Linked DNA regions of Anser cygnoides: region 1 is linked to region 2. The links are chromatin contacts, called in public Hi-C maps. All regions are on one chromosome and are shown on one strand. Each heading gives the region's core, a stretch centred on a gene start, on an enhancer-like site or on the middle of the called end of the contact. The rest is flanking DNA. Distances are from core to core; before and after follow the strand shown. Region 1 holds the start of SLC38A9 (solute carrier family 38 member 9). Region 2 overlaps PLPP1 (phospholipid phosphatase 1).

Region 1 (3,037 bases), core at 162-2,661, 92 kb after region 2:
TAATTCTTAATTTGGAAGTCATGCATCTTAAATTATCAGAGACTTAAATCAACTTTAACTTGTTATTTTTTAACTTGCTTAATTACAACTAAAGCCTTACAGAAGCAATTTTGCCACCAAAAACTGTTCTTATGGTTATGCACAGCAGTAGTTTCCTTTGCTTTGAGATATCTAGTGGTTCCTTTAAGTATAGCTCCCTGACAACTAGATTTCACAAATCAAACTGTGACAAGTTAACCTGTTTCATGCTTATTTAAAGCCATTACTCTTATAACCCCACCTCACAATCATGATTTAAATACTACAATCCACTAATACAAGTATTTACTTCAAATAAGGAAAATGACTTTTAAAAGTTCTACTTGGCGTGACATGGTCTTCTCTTAAATTCTGAACTGATGAATGGATGAATAAAGGTCATGGCACAAATCTAAAGTAAACTGCAGGCTATGCACATAGAAACTGTGAGAAATAAGCACGTTGTACAGCGAAAAACAGGAACTTCAAAGTTATACAGAAGAGTTTCTTGGTTCCTTTTCTGGGGCAATAGGCCCTAGCTTGAAAGGGACTGAAGAATGCTATACTGCTTCTAAGACTATTAGCATACACTCAGAGCCCCTTAAAACTGGCACAGCTTGCCACAAGTTAGCTTGTCCATACTCTCCTAGATCTGTATTGGTTGAAGATGATTAAAATGCATAACAAGTGTAAATTAATAACTGCTTTGGTAAAAAGCACTCTTGTCGATACAAACTGTACTGTTGTTGACCTCCTGCGTACCTTGGGCAGAACCACTGACAGATGATACCTACGTAAAATTAAAAAGAAATGGAACGATAACTTGTCTTCAACAATTAAAGCCTTTGTTACTTGCATATAGGTGTTTGCGTGAATTCTAAAGACACAGGTATAGGAATGCAAACAACGTTAGCGCCTTCGTCCTTGATCTACGTTTTTCCCACCACCCTTTAAAAGGGACGGGGGCCCACGGGCTCGTTAGGGCTGATTTAAGCTTTTCCAGGATTTACGAATCCCCCCAGAGGCCTCCATGCCCACCACAACGCCCGCTGCTCGGTTACGTTTCTCCTCCGCGGGCTTCGCGCTGGAGCCGGGCCGCGGCCGGGCGGCTCCCCCGCGACCCCCACGCCGCCCGCCCTCCTCCCGGCACACCGGGCACGCCGGGCCGCGGCTCTCGGCCGGCCGGCACCCGCCGCTCCCGCTCTCCCGACGGCCCCGGCTCGGCGCCGCTCCCCTACCTGCGGCGGCGGCGCTCCGCGGCGGGCAGCGGGCCGGGCCGGGCCGGGCCGGAGGCGGGCTGAGCCTCCCGGCGTGCCGGGCCGCGCAGTTCCGCAGGCGGGCCCGCGGCGGAGCCGCCCGAGCGCGGCCGGGAGGAGGGAGCGGGGCGGTGCCGGCAGCGGGGCGGCGCTGGCAGATCCCCGCCGGCTGGCGGCGGTGCCGGCCGGGGAGCGGCAGCAGCGCGCCGGGTCCGGCTGCGAGCGCCCTGCGGGGTGGCGGCCCCGTGGCTGCCCCTCCTGGGCAAAGGCAGCGCCGTGGCTGCTACCCGAGCGCCTCTGCCCGCAGCAGGCCTGCCGCTGCCGTTGGGGACACGTGCTGTGTGTAACTAAACGTGTCCTGCGCCTGGCTGCCTTCTCGGGTAAGCGAGGTATGGATGCACGTGCAGGTACCAAACAGCCCTGAAAAAAAGAATTGGACTTGTTAGTGACAATTGGTCAGGTGTCCATTGCTAGGGTAGTCCCAAAGCTGGGAGAAAAACGAGGAAACCTTGAAGAAAATAGGGAGGCTGATAGCTTGTGTAGTCTTTTAATTCACAGAACCATCGAATCATCTAGGTTGGAAGAGACCTCCAAGATCACCAAGTCCAGCCTCTGACCTAACACTAACAAGTCCTACACTAAATCAGTTGGAAAATAAGGAAACAGAGAGACAGGTACATTTAATACTGATTCAAAACACAATGGTTATATATAATATAGCACTAGTGCTCATAGAAATTCACTGTTCTGAAGGGAAGAAAATAACTGTCCCAGCTGCAAAGGGGTAAAGAGTCAGGAGCTTCAGTTTTCCTCCAGAGCAGGGAACAGAAATAATTCTGCTGCTTCTCCACTACAAAACACCATTTTGCACTATGAGGGATTTACTGTGGTACAGCAGATCCGTAATAGGGCAGGTCTGAACTACATTGGCAAATCACACAATGGTTTCTGGAAAATGGAATCAAAGTGTCTTGCAGGAGAGATGCCTTGTGCCTGGATTTACCAGAGCCTTTTATGCTTGGCAATCAAACACACCTACGTGAGGCTATCATTGTTTTAAAATCCCTTTGTTGTTGTTGCTCCTAGTTAAATCAAGTTGGGAATATGTCCTTTTCATAGTTCAGACACTGGTTAAAGTAAAACTGTAGGGATTTTTATAGCTCACGGTAAGGGAAACTGCTGAATTGCATTGCATGTAAGGAAGACAGCAGAGATAGCTTCCCCACGTGAGAAAGATATTTCAAAACAAGCTAGACACCAGTCCCAGCCTGTACTCCTTCCTCAAGCACAGCCCAAGACAGATTGCATGGCTAAGCAGCAGGACTATTCCTGTGAGAAAACTGCTGCATAATCTGAATTTCAGACCGCAGGAGGAAATGAGGCAGCAGAGACTACCACCACCCATCATCGCCCTGAAATTCGGCTGCATGCATGCAAGCTGAGTCAGACCAAAACTTCTACTGTGTGTAATGCAGAAAACTCACTGTCATCTTTTGCACCTGAGCCACCCTTAGAATGCACCTTCTGGATATTTGAAGATTTTGGTCAGGGAGTCAGGAAGTCCAGGCTCCTGATGCACTTGAGTCTGAAATGCAATGCGAACACTGCATGCTGGCACTATGAAGTGAATAAAACTAAAACACACAGAAGCAGAGATGTAACTTTTCCAGCATGCGAGAAGCTAGTCTTACTCTTGCAAGGCTGCCTACTATGTCCTGTGCTATGAAAGACTTAGATAGTTATAACCATAGAAGATACATGGT
Region 2 (3,012 bases), core at 258-2,757:
CTCCAAAACACTGAGCCATTCAGACACCAGCCAGCACACTGCCCTGGGAGCTGGGCTGTGCAGTACGGTGCAAGAACAGCCTTTCTACCGGGGGAAAAAAAAAAAACACTACTGTTCGTTGATCCTAACAGTAAGGATAGATAGCAGGGATTTGGAAGACATCACAGCCCAGCTCTCGCTTCTGCCTTCCTCCATGGTGGTGTTACAACAGCATGTCTGTACATCAGCTGTAGGTTAGTGTTTAGCTACCTTGGGCAAGGGAGGAGACAGAAGTAGTGTGCAGCCATGAGGGAAGGTGCTGCTCGTCAGCATGAGGCCATGATGCATTTCCAACACCACTTATTCTATAAGAGTGTGATGGAACAAGGAATGATTTTGCCCTACACACATGCTAACAAAAAGATTCAAGACTTTAGATTTTAAGATTTAAGGGAAAAATTGATTATTTATTTATTTTACAGATTTACTCTTTCAAAGTTGTTAGTTCCAATCACCCCAGTAAAACAGTTACTCACAAAATTAGGTTCAGCCTAAAGACACAAATCACAGAATCCAAGAAGATCTGAGGTTGGCAGGAACCTCTGGGTCCATTCAGCCGAACCCCTGCTAAAGCAGGGACACCCAGAGCAGGTTGCCCAGGATCACGTCCGGGCAGCTACCAAAACCTAACATCCCTGCTATCCTAGTCAGGTGTTGTCACTGGCATCATGTCAGTATCTCTGTATAATCCCTTTTAAAGACCTGCTTTATGATTAATGGCATGAAGACGGCTTATTCCCATTTCCTCCTACCCCTACCTTGCAAATTTGCAAGGGTGAGAAGGAGGCAAGTTTCCAGAGGGCTCAGGTTATGTTTTTAAAATGTTTTTTTCTTGCAAAGAGAAGTTGTTTGAAATGTGTGCTCACTCTTCAGCAGTACTGAGATTATGCTCTAATTAGTTTGTAATTGCTTGCAACATTGTCCTACATCAAGAGCATGCAAACAGAATAGTTAAGTAAACAACAAACTTTGTGTTTGCTTTGCATTTTAAGCTACTAGGAACCAGCTAAAGTAAGTTAGAGTGCCCTCTTTCATAACTTCTTTCCATCACTCGAGTGCCTCAGCTGCATCTGCATTTGTCTGATGTTCCACTGCTTTAGTTTGTTAGACCAAGAGAGTAGTGTAATAAAAGTGTAAAAAAAGAGTAGTAGCAATGAAGAGCATGGTCGAAGAACTTGCATTTCACCCTAGCGCTCAAAACTTCTCTCCAGGCTTAAAAGAGAGAAGGATTCTGATCTTCGTGAACTATAATCCTTCAAGCAATATTACCGAGACAACATACGAAGTATTATGCAGCCATTTGTATCTAGCAGTGGACTACTGAAAGACCAGCAGTAGGTATGAAAATATAGAATGAGCTGTTCCATGGAGCTTTGAGGAAAGTACTACACCTACACCTCAAGGCCACTTAGTATGGGGAAGAATATCCATTAATTATGAGAGTCATAAACAGTTTCCAGAAGTCATAACCGGTAACACTCAAGTAAGAAAGCCAGTAACACTTAAGAAAGCATCATTTCATTGAGACAGTCTTAAAAAGTTTGATATTTACCTACAGTTAATTCAAAGAGCTAAGCTTTGTAACATAATACTGTTAAAAACTTTATACAGTTAGTTTCATAAAGTATTTTTTCTAGTTTCTTCCAACTGTAACTGATTAAAGAAACAATTGCAACAGACTTATCTTTTTGTTCTAAGCATGTCTCAATGCTGAAAGGAGACATGTTCCATTAAAAGCTGGGGCAGAAATTTTAATTTCCAAAAGCCAGCTTACTGGAAGTTTTATCAGATTGATCTAATACTATCAAACCAAAACCTTCAGCCAACAGAACTACATTTGCGATTTACCATTTGCTCAGTCCAAGGTAGTTGCTAATCAGTAACCAAAAAGACATCAAGAGCCAGTAAAGCACTCTCCAGGGTCTATAGCTACTCCCTCAAAACACGCTCCAGACAGCAGGTTTAACTTGCTTCTTTTAAACACACATTGATTGGTTTCACTATTAACTGGTTTAAAGGAGAAGAGAGCAAAGGAGAAGTCAAACTAGAGAGACAACCACCTGTTTCTGGCAAGCAAAACCATTAAGAAAATGCACCGTAACTGAAGGTTTTGCTCTGTTTTACATGACTGAGTTTGATTTAAAAAAAAAATAAACAAATCCCATGTAAACAAGCCTGACACTTAGATTGAAATCCTTTCACACATATATCTTTAGTACTTCTGCAGTTTAAGTACACCTCCCTCCAAGATAACACAAAGACAGGGAGAAAGTACACAGTTCAGCTTTCATACACGCACAAAAACAAGCAACACAACTGGCAAAAGGGCTGAACGAGGCAAAGCCTCTTACTGTAATAACTACAAAGCTAGTTAGCCCTGTATTTGTGATAGACTTTTTTTTTTAAACCCTGAAAGATATCATCATTTCAGAGGACAGGAACAGGAAGATTGCTACCATGATGCAAAAGCTAAGTATGAAAACTCCCATATAGGAGGACTAGATATGACTGAAGGTTAAGTGATACTGCCTTCATAATGGCACGACTATCATTAGTGTCAAGGTTGGATAACCAATGTTAACAGAAGTTTAGAGCTGTTGTAGGATAAACCTACCTAGACATGAGATTTCATGAGATTTATCCACTTAGTCTACAAGTTATTTCTCAAGGAAAAGTAGTAAAAATTTCAACAGCAGATCACTGGGGCAAGGGGGGGTGAACCCTACATCTTGCACAATCACACTGCCACACTATGTTAAAAGAAAGGCCCTGCTTTTTCTACAAATATCTATTTCCCCCTAACCAAGCTACAATTTCAAAGGGCAGAGTCTGGCAAATAAAAGAGGGGAATTACTAAAAATCAGTTGGACTCAGTTTTACATGAAAGTAAAAAAAATAATTGGACTTGTCTCTTAAGTAAGAAGTAGAGATGGCAAAGAGTCCTTAAAGGCTCTCTACTGACTACTTCTCAAA

Evidence for each region. A called contact is a pair of places that touch in the nucleus more often than the background predicts.
Region 1: a Hi-C map of liver shows a contact between it and region 2, with 11 times the contacts expected there. The contact joins the promoter of SLC38A9 here to the enhancer-like site in region 2. A contact is called at or near these places in 2 of 7 Hi-C or Micro-C datasets (both in liver).

Annotation. Positions count from the first base shown.
Region 1 is chrZ:72,427,004-72,430,040 of Taihu_goose_T2T_genome, forward strand. SLC38A9 (solute carrier family 38 member 9) reads right to left here and starts at 1,412. Exons shown (of 15, transcript XM_066987986.1): 1 at 1,257-1,412.
Region 2 is chrZ:72,335,269-72,338,280 of Taihu_goose_T2T_genome, forward strand. All of the region lies in intron 1 of PLPP1 (phospholipid phosphatase 1), which reads right to left. Among named protein-coding and RNA genes, the nearest start is that of PLPP1, 23 kb to the right of the region's middle. Within about 2 kb of position 1,508, at least 1 of the 3 cell types and tissues checked has open chromatin away from gene starts, as enhancers often do. A contact at or near this core is called in liver, where this site is marked.